Regions from separate parts of the Gasterosteus aculeatus genome. Here region 1 is linked to region 2. A link is a contact called in public Hi-C data. All regions are on one chromosome and are shown on one strand. Each heading gives the region's core, a stretch centred on a gene start, on an enhancer-like site or on the middle of the called end of the contact. The rest is flanking DNA. Distances are from core to core; before and after follow the strand shown.

What was found. Hi-C and Micro-C count contacts between places; a contact is called where the count stands out from the background.
Region 1: a Hi-C map of skeletal muscle shows a contact between it and region 2, with 9 times the contacts expected there. The contact joins two enhancer-like sites. A contact is called at or near these places in 5 of 6 Hi-C or Micro-C datasets (liver, skeletal muscle, tail fin and 1 more).

The regions. Positions count from the first base shown.
Region 1 is chr13:4,231,137-4,237,491 of fGasAcu3.hap1.1, forward strand. No RefSeq gene overlaps it. Among protein-coding and RNA genes, the nearest start is that of LOC120830246, 11 kb to the right of the region's middle. Within about 2 kb of position 2,510, at least 1 of the 9 cell types and tissues checked has open chromatin away from gene starts, as enhancers often do.
Region 2 is chr13:4,154,092-4,160,715 of fGasAcu3.hap1.1, forward strand. tars1 (threonyl-tRNA synthetase 1) reads left to right here. Exons shown (of 19, transcript XM_040195987.2): 12 at 1-79; 13 at 647-784; 14 at 1,937-2,014; 15 at 2,103-2,203; 16 at 2,699-2,803; 17 at 2,937-3,009; 18 at 3,536-3,650; 19 at 3,804-4,338. The coding sequence ends at 3,952. Among protein-coding and RNA genes, the nearest start is that of tars1, 14 kb to the left of the region's middle. Within about 2 kb of position 3,905, at least 1 of the 9 cell types and tissues checked has open chromatin away from gene starts, as enhancers often do.

The DNA.
Region 1 (6,355 bases), core at 1,260-3,759, 76 kb after region 2:
TCAGAAATAATTTGTTTTCCTGCCCATCTGAAAAGATTCGGCCTCTCCCTCCCCTCTGAGGCAACCTTTGGATACTAAAACAAAACAATTACTGTTTTCTAATAGGTTTCAAAATTTAGAAAATTCAGTTGTTTTGCCAGAGAATTTATTCTATTGACGCAACTGTTGAGTGGTGCAGATTTGGCTGCACCTTTAGACCGGGCGCTCTCAAAGTGTGTTCACACGTTTAAAACCATGTTCACACGTTTATTTCATCAGATATTACCGCTCCTGGTCCTCCACACGCTCTCCCTCATATCACTCCTCTTTCCCCACCGACCTGCTTTCTGTGATCAACATTTCCAAACAAAATCAGTTCTAAGATATCGCCTTTTATTGAAACATGGTATTGAGAGTAATGCAGGACACCCGGATTGGCTTTGAGCTGAAAATGCAATCAGCTTGGATTGATAATTCTTTAAACTTCTATATTTCAAAATAATTGCTACAGAAAAGTTTGAAATTTGTCATCATTCTGATTTGAATGTGCTTTTATCAGTTTTTAAAGCAGTGTGTTAACATATAAAAAATATCCTGCAAATATATAGTTTTTTGTAGTTTGTGGAGTAAGAATGACAAAAGTGTTTGTGGATTTTGAAAAATGTGGCGATTGAACTCATTTTGTCTGAAAGCAATGAAAAATGATTCACAGTTCCGTATACACTTGTGTGTCTCTCTGAATTTGTGAAGAGTTTTGAAAATGCGGTTTCAGTTATTGAACAATGCCTGTTAGCAATTGAAAAAACCTGTAGTACGTCCCAAAAATACCAAGATGTCCTACTGGATTAGGTCATATTTTGTTGAAGGAAAGCGTACCGTCGCAGTAATTTTGACCCACAATCCTCTGCGCTGCAGATGTAAAATCAAGATATGTTTAGATGAAGTGCTATTTACGTCCCCTGACTAAATTATGCCTTTGGAGTTGGAGCTAGATGCACCGGAATGCCAGCTAATTTTCAGTATTTACAACGGAAGATGACATCCGGAGCATCCTGATTCGCGGCGTTTGATCAGAACTTACAAATCCTACCGCTCACGTCTAGCAAATAAAATTTTCAAACAGTTCAGTTGGTGTGCTTGGTCCTTGCTAGCGAATATCTGTTAAACGCATGAGCACGTGTGAGACGGTTTGATCAGTGCTTTACCATCTGATATAGTGTCCATTGAACTTCCCTCTTATTGCTGCTTTATCACTTTATGCACTGAAAAGGGCTCCTACAAGAAAGCAACACAGCCTTCATCTGTTCACATTCCAGCCTATTTAGCTTTTTAAGGTTGTCAGATGTTCGTTCTGAGCCAATTAGACGGTTGGGTTGTCATATTACGCTGTGTACGGGATGGTCAATAGCCGGCTCTGAGAAACCAGAACTCTGAACCACAAACCCACCATTCACTTGCAGCACATGGCAGGTTAAGGGTTAAATGAAAAATGCTTCTAGACTTATTTTAGCGCTTTGTAGGCTTCAGCTCAAAATTCAGGGTGTTCGGAGTTTAACAAAAGCTTTTCATAGAAATGAATAATGTTGTGGCGCTGTGATTATTTGATATTGTCTTACACAAAATACTTTTATGAGCAGATCTTGATGAAAAACTAACCAACAGTGTAAAGTATTCAGAAAACAATTTGATCATCTTTGAGGCCTTTAGACAGCTGGAGCGTGACAGATATGCAGCATGTCACGAAAACTAAAACCATTCAGCAGCCCAACAACCAAGATCCTAGTGCAGTGTCGGCGATAATCAATTGTCTAGCCTGAGCCATTCTAACTTATTTGATTGACTTTCTTTTTTGCAAAATGCTCTGTCAACCCGAGCAAAATCGTCTATAGGCCCTGGGCTTTTATTGTGGAAGGTAAAAACAGCGAGGATCTGTTTCTCAGTTTTGTTAGTGTCTAAAAGGATTGCTTCTTGGTTAGGACAGAGTGGAACACTATGGCGTACGTGTTGGATGTATCCATTCCCACAATGTCATTGGTTGATGCTTCTGTTCGCCAGGAGAAAATTCTACGTTCACGCAGCATTTTCTTTATGAAGTATATCGGCCGAAATGATGAGGCAATTGTTACTTTTTTGTTTGGGTTACTGTGATGGTTTTCTTAGCTCACCATTATTTATCGCTCTCTGAAATCTTTTGGGTAATTAATATATTTTAAAGACGTGACTCAGGTCCTGGAAATCAATCAATAATAAACATATGATTTGTGAGTGATGTCATTCAGCACATTTCTAACCTATTGTGCATCTGTATGTGTTGATCACATCGCCCCAGCCTAGGCCGTATATCTAAAGCTTTTTCTTCTGTGTCCATCGGCTTTGGGAATGCACCTGAAAGACGTGTCCCCTTTTGCTTTCCCTCCACGGCCTTTTCCCCGAGGCTTGAGGTCAAACCGGCACACAGAAAAAGCCCAGGGAGCCTCTCGGAGATATCTGGAGAATGCTGAAACATAGCCAACAAATGAAGACGCAGCTGTGCTTGTCTGAGAGCGCCCCGGTCTCTCGGGAACGTGGAGTTATGAGGCCGCTCACACACACACACACACACACACACACACACACACACACACACACGACTCTGTTTGCTTAGTCTCTGACACGGAAAAGACAAACCAACACAAGAGATGGGAGGAGTGAGACAAAGAAGGTGAGGGGGGTGCAAGACCAATGGTAAAATAGAGAGGTCAAAGTTCGCACACAGCCAGGTGAAGAGAGGGGTCGGAGTCACGCTGCTCTTAATGGGGTAACAGTCAGATAACTAAAGAGATAAATGCTAATAAATACAAACTTCGGAGGCTTTTATTTCATTCTAACGTCTGGGGTTTTTTTTTTCTCTCTTTTCTCCGTATTTCACAGACGTATTGGTTTCTTAAAAGAATGCAGACTGTCCTATTCCAAAAAATCAACAACATCAAGCATTTTGAAAAGGGAAAGTGCCAAATTCTTGCACGGCTCGATAAACCCAAAGGGATTCATTTTTATTCTGGAACTGTATCTTTTGGCAAAGTTGTGATCTTCTGAGAAGCTTGTTTCCCACATTATTTTCTTGAGAAGATTCAGGATAAACTCTCCCCATAAAGATTATTTTTCTTATCTATAAGTCTGCGGCTCGTTATCGCAATTTATTGAGTAGTCCTTCTATAAAATGTCACCAACAAGTTATATTGCACGTTATCATTTTTGGCGTCTGTCTGAAGATGGTATGTTTCTTTTTTCCCAGAGTGTTTGAATAAACGGATGAACCAACTCACCGATTTTCCTACCGTAAAGGACATGAAAGGAAATGTTGGTTTGCTGGATACATCAAAATTTGAAAAATCGAAAACCCCACAAGCTTGAAAGGTTATCAGAAACATAAAAGATGAGGATTGTAAGCAAATGGAGCACAATCAGCTAATCACAATCAGCAAAACCACTGGTGTGGTCCTTTAAAAGCGACACACTGAATGATACACACACACACACACACACACACAGCTTCATCCAAACTGTCAGTCAATGCTCCTAGTTGGTGGCCCGCTGCTGTCAGTCTCAACACACACACACACACACACACACACACACACACGCACACAGTTGAAACAGCTGGCCGAGCCAAACCAGAATCAGTGGAGGCAACAAGTTCATTTGAAGACAGGTTTTTCTCTTTGAAGTGGCGTCACTCGGCCAGCAAGCAAACATTATTGTGAGCGGGGGAAGATTTACGACCTCTTGTCCCACAGCTGCTTTAACACTTTCTGCTGGTGGCTGCCCAGCAGGGAGCCTGATAAAGACTTGCATGAAACTGCCAAGGAAAACACCCCAACGTGCACTAGATGTGCAGAAACTGTACAAAGTAAAACTATTAGAATTTGATTTTCCATTTAAAGCGTAGCTTAGGTTTGAATATGAATGCAGGATTTGATTTGTTCATCTTGTTTTAAATCCTGGTCTCATCAGGTGGTGAAGCTTTAGATCACAGCCCGGGTCAACATCCAGTGAGGTGGCGCCTCTTAATGGCCATGGGCAGGTACTAGAAATGTGAAAAATCAGCCTTGAGCCGGCAGGGCCACAGGACATTTTGACCAATCATCTACACTTTGCAGCCCTCTACAAAACTGTAGAGGGCTGCGTCCAACAATGTGTACTCTCCTTTAATTTGTTGATTGTTTTGTTGATTAATTTATCAATTGTTTGGTCTAAAGATTTTTTTTTTAAATTGCAGCCACAATTTGCAGGCCACAGGGTGTCCTGCAATGACTCAGGGCAATCATTGATTTACTTGACAACTATCAGCTGCAGCCCTTTAATCGATCATCAAAAGCGTTGATTTAGTTGTGTAGCAAATTGATTAATCGCCTTGTCTTTGCAGTTCTATTGTTTGCACGTACTGCATGCATCACGACCATATGATGCACGTTAATATCTATGGTCACAAAAACACTGCTCATCTCAGACTATGCATATCTGACAGCAAAACAGAATCTGGTCCTATCACACATCCACAGATTTAATATGTAATGGTAGACAGCCGGCGGATTAAAGCTCGCTGACCCTTCTCCCTCCCTGTCTTCCACCCCCCAAAGAAACTCTCCCTGCAGTCAGTGTAAGTCCTTACAACAACTCAGCTGCACTTAAAGAAAATTGTTTATGTTCGCCCTCAGGCTACCAGGTTAAAACTTTTGCATTTGTCTCCCATGGCTCTGACGTCTGTCTCGGCCCCCACGATGGTGGTGTGATATTCCTGCTGTGAACGAAACAAAGCACATTATAAACGTATTGCCTCGTGATTAAGGCTTATTTCTTTCTGTTCCCTATGGAATCTAGTCTTCCAGTCCATGGCCGACTTTTACAGACGTAAAATTGTGCAAGTAAGTCTTCAGTTATGAACTCATGAGGCAGATTGCAACATTGTGGACGTGAGGTCAGGAATCTACAGCCATAACAGGGTGTGTTTAAGGACACCTGCCAGGAGGGAAATGTATCTTTATCTCGGTCACTGTCTCTTGCTCGAACCTTATTTATTGTTATAGAGATCAGAAAGACAGATACTCTACATGAATTCCTGTTTTATATTTCGATGAGAGGACTTTTTTCCACCACAGCTTCCCTCCTAAAAAGTTCTCTTTTCAGCTGTTACCTTGTGTTACCTTGAAACAATGGGGTCCTCCCTCCCCTTTTCACTTACATTACTAATTGTTTGGCTGTAAACGCTTGGAAACACCAAAAAGAAACCTTGTGATGGCATGGATAACGGCATCAGTTTAAAAACCTAATTCATACATAACCTACAACTAAAGGCGTTCATAGAAAAGGATTTGGGTATTTACCTAGAATCACCACATGTGTGCCTCTGCCAACATCACCATATCCTTCTATCCTATTGTGTGGAATTATCCACACAATAGGATGTTGTGTCCAAGTAATGTGTTTATACGGTCACAGTGACCTTTGACCAACAAATCAGTTCAACCTTTAGTCCAAGTGGACATTTGTGCCAAATATGAAGAAATTAGGTTGAGAGGAATCAGATTCACAAGAAGCGACCAGGCAGTCGTGGAGTAACTGTGACCTTTGACCTTTAACCACTTAAATCAATCTATCCTCGAGTCGAGGTGAAACTTTGGGCTAAATTTTAAGATATTCCCTCCAGGTGCTCCTAAGACTTTGGATCCAACAGAATGACAAACCAAAAACTGAATCCCCTGGCCCACAGATGTCCCCCCGATTCTGGTAAGTATACGGTAAGAAATAAATATAACAAATGACGGAGTGAGAGTTGCTACCAAAATGACAGATATCTGGATCCAACAATGTTTATCCTTCACACTTAGTAAGTAGTATACTTAAATAGTAATATACAGGTATGTCTAGCTGCACCTGTTTAAATCCACTGCCACACGGCATACGCCCTCCTCTTGCCCATAGGTTACAGATTTCACAAAAGGTTGAACATGTTTAAGTTTACTATAAACAGATAGACTTTAATCATGTAGCACCTGATATACTACAACCACTGTTTAGTCTGTTTAGTCTATAAGACAATCTGAATATAGAGTAAACAGCTTCACAGATTCTAAGACGATGCCTTTAAACAATCTATAAGCCAAAGATATTTAGTTTACTATGTGTGGTCATTTTCCAGTAGTCTCTGACCTGTGATTTGAGCCCACCAGCAGACTGCTGTCAGCGTGTTGCAATTAGCAGTGCAGCTAGCCAACTAGCCAGCTGCTAAACAAATCTACCCACATAATGCACTGCTGTCACAGAGTAGGAAAATACATTGTTATTGTCATGATAAAAGACATCACTGTTGTGAAACCAATGTTGCATGAAAGCGTGG
Region 2 (6,624 bases), core at 2,655-5,154:
GTCAGGGGCCCTGACGGGCCTCACCCGGGTCCGCCGCTTCCAGCAGGACGACGCTCACATCTTCTGCACCATGGACCAGGTGAGCACCCACTCTGCCAGAGCAGCAACAAGCTGCAGCTCAGCTTGCATCTCATGCGAATGCACGCGCGTTGTCACGTCATTGATCTGTCACAGATGGTTCCTTCATTTATTCATACATTTTTTTACATTGTGCCATACGAGAATGAACACAGGCAGATTATTCTCTGAAACACCAGAGGGCGCACAACCAATGGGGGGAATCAAAAAGATACCGAGCGTAACCCAGAGCAACGCTCACTTTAAAGTGAGTCAATCACTGCCGAGACTGACCGAGCGCCGAGTGGAAAGTGATGACCGTTTAGTGGAAGTGGATTTCTGTGGAGAGGAACTGCGAGAGAATCCGTGTCCTGCTGCTACAGTTCATTAGTCGTATTTATGGGTGATGCTGCCGCTGAGCCCACCGTCACGTTGTCGGGGGGCTCGCCAGGCTGCTGCAGCTTGGCGGGCATGTTTAGTCCCTCCTTACAAAGAGAAGCACTGCCAATACCCCCCCCCCCTCCATTTAGCATAGCGAGATGCGTGAATCTAATCATCTCACGTGTCTGGTTTTTGCACCCACACCCAGATCGAGGAGGAAATCAAGGGCTGCCTGGACTTCCTGCGCACCGTGTACGAGGTCTTCGGATTCACGTTCAAACTCAACCTCTCCACCCGGCCAGAGAAGTTCCTGGGGGACCCGTCCGTCTGGGAGCAAGCAGAGAAGGTGACCACCAGGCCCACTTTTTTTCCCCAAAAGCTATGATGTTATCAAGGTGGAGACTTTGTCGCCACGACACAGGCAGAAAAGGGAAATTTGAGGGAGCAGGTTGGGCTTGAAACTGTCTGACACCAAGATCCAGTGAGTAAAACTGAGTGATAATGTGTCTTTATCGCCGAGTGTCTTCTGTAGTGGATTAAACTCATCTCGTGGGACAACTCAAAGGGAGATTATCCAGCTGCAAAGTTATACACGTTTATTTCATCAGCATTACCTGTGGCTAGAGGGAATAAGTTTATATGGAAAATGGATTAAAATAAGGGAAATAACCACATATGTTCAAGTAGTAAAGCAACTATATGTAAGGATAAACTAAATACTAAAACATCACAATTCACACCTGCCAAGTAAAACTAAAACACAGTGTAGTAATAGAAAGCGACGATGGGAAGGGAAGCGATCTGTCTTATGTTCTACTCACTGTAAAACCCTCTGAGGCAATTTGTGCCTCAAATCTCTTTTGCAAATGATTTTGTACTCACTTTTGTTAAGTTCTCTTAGATGTGAGCCAGATATTATGCAGATGTGCGCCAGCTATCATGCAGATTCGGCCACTCAGTGGTGCTTTTCAAACGTTCCAGAGATCCTCTTCATTTCGTCAGTGATGTGATGGTTTAAAGTCCTCGCTGGATGAAGTGTGTCCTTTCGCCTGCTGGCTGCAGGAACATCACTGAAGTTATTTTTAACACATCTTTTAATTAATATTCATCTAGTGGCCACCGTTTTAAATATTAAACTCTGCAGTCTGCTGATCAGATCACAGAAGCTACCGGCTGCTGCTGCGACTCCCTGCATGTGTTCATATGTAGGCAGCTTGAGAGATCCACATTTCTCAGAAGAAAAGCATTTACCAAATTCAGCACTGACTTGTTCTAATTAATCTTTGCACACGAATAAGTGGAGGATTATTTACACTGGAAATGAAGTGTCGCCAACGTGAGGAGAACTCCTCGTTAACTCCCTCAATCAACCATGAAGTCCCACCGAGGCGACATCCCCCAGCCCGGCGGTGGCGGGACAAGGCGTGTGTCTCACACACGCGGGTGTGGACACCCAGCGAGCAACACGCCACTCACTGCCTGCGTCCTTTTCCCACAGCAACTGGAGAACAGCTTGAATGACTTCGGGGAGAAATGGGTGCTGAACCCCGGCGACGGCGCGTTCTACGGGCCGAAGGTGAGACGCGCTGACGCTGTTGCTTGAAGCCATGAAAAGGCCCGATGGCGCCACCGCCGCCGCTCACAGTTCTGTCGTTCCTCCCCAGATCGACATCCAGATCAAGGACGCCATCGGCCGCTACCACCAGTGTGCCACCATCCAGCTGGACTTCCAGCTCCCGATCCGCTTCAACCTCTCCTTCGTCAGGTAACTCTGCCGCCGCGTTCATCAGGGGATCGGCGGTTCGGCCCCCGGCTCCGCCGGAGTGTCCTTGGGCAAGACACTTGACCACGTGATGCCCCCGTAGCTGTGACCACGGCGTGTGAATGCTATTAGTGCTGGTTGCTGATGGGCAGGTGGCCCCTCCCATCAGCATATGAATGGGTGAATGATGACACGTAACGTTGAAGCACATCGAGTCGTATTTACATGATGGAGGAAGCTGAGAGAGAAGGAAATTATTATTTTTGAGGCTGCAAATGCACTTTCCCGAACATTAAGGGTTGATGTGAAAGCAAAGAACAGGATAAGCTCGAATGGAACAATATGATGTGCATTTATGTTCAAGTTATATATGATGTTTCTGTCATAATCTAGAGAGAGTACCAACATGTTGCCCAGACGATCTCTGATGATCCCGTTTTAGAGTTCTTCTTTTGTGGATTTCCTAAACGGAAATGTTCATTGTGATGACTTTTGTAGCCAAGACGGGGAGGACAAGAAGCGGCCGGTGATCATCCACAGAGCCATCCTGGGATCGGTCGAGAGGATGATCGCCATTCTGACAGAGAACTACGGAGGCAAATGGTTCGTAAACCTAATCTCTCAGGACGCTGTGGTCTGCTTACTGTTAACGATCTGCACATCAGACGCGTTTGAACCCGTGTGGCTGTACATGGCTGCTCAGGCCCGCTAAGCGCCACCACGTGTTGTGTTGCAGGCCGCTGTGGCTCTCTCCTCGTCAGGTGATGGTTGTTCCCGTGGGGCCGACCTGTGAAGAATACGCTCAGAAGGTAAACCGCTGATCTAAGACTAGATTCCACCTCCGATGAAATGTGAAGTTCATCAGTTGGATGTCTTTCGATAGCGTAGCACTCGGCCCAGTGGTGGAGGAGCTCTGAGGGGCGGAGCTACGAGCATGCACGTGCTAATCCCGCTACGGGTGTATTTCTAGACACCGTTTTGTTTATTTGGGTTCCTGTTTGTTTCCGCTTGGAAAACATTTGGCTAATCTGTTGGTTTACAACCTTTGCGACTGCTTTATTATGAATGTCATTTATATTTGTTTGAGGCAGGAAGGAATTATAATATGAACGGTCCTCAGTTAAAAGCCGGTAAAAGCTGCATTCAACACTAGCCTGCAGATATTTCAGAATAAAAGCCTTCTCGACAAATTTGAAACACACTTTTTGTCCCATACACTGACTACATATGATGTTACCTGGCAGGTACTTTACCGTTTTGCAAATGGATTAATGCAAAAAGATTGACATGAACTTCTAGAATGGAGGCATGAACGTAACCGTTTCGATGTGTCAGGTCAAACAGGAGTTCCACAACAAGGGCTTCATGAGCGATGTGGATCTGGACCCCGGCTGCACTCTGAACAAGAAGATCAGAAATGCACAGTTGGCGCAGTACAACTTCATCCTGGGTCAGTGGACACGCTCTCTTCTCCCACTTCCTCCCTTCTCTTACTTACTCCATCTCTCTTCCTCTCTTCTTTCGCTTCCTGTCGTGTCTCCGCCTCGCTGTCCATCTCCATACTGATCATGTTTTTTCTTTTTGTTTCTCTGCTGGTATATAGTGGTTGGAGAGAAGGAGAAGACCAGCAACACTGTGAACGTACGCACCCGCGACAACAAAGTCCACGGCGAGCGCACCGTGGAGGAGTGCGTCGAGCGTCTCCAGCACCACAAGACCTGCAGGAGCCTCAATGCTGAGGAGGACTTCTGATCTCTCTCTGTCTCTCTGGGGGCTGTCAGCTCGTCCTTCTCTCAACATTACGACCACTGTGGTAACTATTAGAACAAAATCAGTGTCTGGTGAGGGATCAACTACTTTTCACATTGTGGCCTCGTCCCTTCTTTTTGTCCACATGGACATTATTTTACATTTGGTAATTGTTTCTTTTTTTCTGGCGTCTTCTCCGAGTTGCTGAGTTTTTGGTCCGTATTCTTCTGCTTACACACAAATGCAGCCACGATAATTGAATCTTTGAACAGATGATTTAAAACACGGGGGAAATGATTTTGTTACGCTGTCTTAACAGTTTGTATCAGTCACTTTCTTCAGGGAATTGTACGAGTTACAATTTTGATAATTAAACGGTCTATTCTTAATACGTGTGTGTGTGGGGCTTTTTATTTCGACACACACCTGACCTCCGTTACCGTTCACGCCACTAGTGGGTACTGTGTGCGTGTGCGTGCGCGTCCTTGCACAAGTGAGAGATACTAAAACCTGTGACTAACTTGAGTGTATATGATGAGCATATTTTGTTTCACACACTGTGAGTCTGAATGCACTAAGGGATGAAAGCTGGACTGAAATATGTAATTGCACTTTGAGAGGCTGTGAGCTCCCACTTCTGACCACAAGCCAACGAAAACATTGATCTTGGCTCCTGCAGGTGGCAGGCCATTAAGAACACGTTAAGAGGCCATTGGTTATTTTTGGCCAATTGGAACTTTTCAGCACCAAATGAAATCTGTGTGCAGCTTTGGTTTCTTATAGTCGGCCACAGTGAGACACACGGATGAGAGACTTATTCAAAGCCATTGACTGGTTAGATGTAATGTTCCCTGAAGTTAAATGCTCTTTTTACCAAGCATGCCGATTGTAAATGCTAAATCTTTAGGAAACATGGAGAATGAAAGCGATGAACTTCATTTCTAAGGACACCTTCATATGAAATCTGACCAGTAGGTGGGACAGCTGCTCCAGGGTGGGTGTGGGAGAGGAAAACATCTGAGCGAGAGGTCAACGAAAGACGTCAGTGGAGTAGGAGAGCGCGAACAGGCGGAGCGAAGACTCTCAATGCCCACCCCCCACCCCCCGGGGCACTTCCAGGCCGCCCGAGTATGAGGGGTCACGACGCTTCAGTGAACTGAGCAAACACTCGCTTCTCCCCCCACGTGTGGAAACGGTCCTCATACTGCGATAAGGACACACTCCCTTCAGTCTTTGTGTGTTATATGATTTGCTCTCAAGTACCTCGACTGATGGGTGGATGCAGGTTTTTTTAACTAATTGAAGGAGAATAGATTCAAACTGGCTGACACCTGCTCCTGAGCGCGAGGGGTAACGTTTTAAAAAGTAAAAAAGTGTCATCTCTCTAACCGCCAGCAGGAGGCAGCGCCTCCGGTAATAAAACCGTGAACCTTGTGATTGACACGTCAACATACCATTTACTTCACTGCAGCGGTCCAGATGTTATTATTGGTGATTGATAATTGAGATTTATTGTAACGTGACAAAGATAAATCTACAATCATTCATTCTGTCTTAATTCAAGACACCTTCAGTTCACCTGCATGAACTCAGTTCAAAGCTAAAAGACAAAAGCTCATTTATTCCTAAACTCAACCCCTAGTTTAATTCTAATAAGGGGAGAACATTTATACATTTTCAGATTATGGATTTGTAATTAAATAGAACTTTTATTATTTGAGTTGACAATTGCTTATAAATTATACACACAAACTTCAATGTAGGAGTCATTTTTAATCACAGGTACTCTTCAACTGTGAGTGGGAATCAAACAACAAATCTGAAAGTCACATATGATTTAAAAAATATATATTGCATGACATAAGTATTTGATACATCAGAAAAGACAAACTTAATATTTAGTACAGAAACCTTTGTTTGCAATTACAGGCATTATACGTTTCCTGTTGTTCTTGACCAGGTTTGCACACAGTGCAGCAGGGATTTGGGCCCCTTCCTCCATACAGACCTTCTCCAAATCCGTCAGGTTTCGGGACTTTCAGCTCCCTCCAAAGATGTTCTATTGGGTTCGGGTCTGGAGACGGGCTCGGCCACTCCAGGACCTTGAGATGCTTCTTACGGAGCCACTTCTTAGTTGCCCTGGCTGTGTGTTTTGGGTCGTCGTCATGCTGGAAGACCCATCTTCAACGCTCTTACTGAGGGACGGAGGTTGTTGGCCAAGATCTCAGGATACACAGTCCCATCCATCCTCCCCTCAATACGGTGCAGTCGGCCTGTCCCCTCTGCAGAAAAGCATCCCCAAAGAATGATGTTTCCACCTCCTTGCTTCATGGTTGGGACGGTGTTCTTGGGCTTGTATTCATCCTTCTTCCTCCAAACAGGGCGAGTGGAGGTTAAACCAAAAAGCTCTACTTTCCTCTCATCAGACCACATGACCTTCTCCCATACCTCCTCTGGATCATCCAGATGCCATCCATCCATTGGCGAACTTCAGACGGGCCTGGAGATGCGCTGCCTTGAGCAGGGGGACCTTGTGTGCGCTGCAGGATTTTAATCCATGACGGCGTAGTGTGTTACTGATGGTTTTCTTTGAGACTGTGGTCCCAGCTCCCATTTGACGACCATCCCTCACCTTCCTCTGGATCATTGATGCCCCACGAGGTGAGATCTTGCAT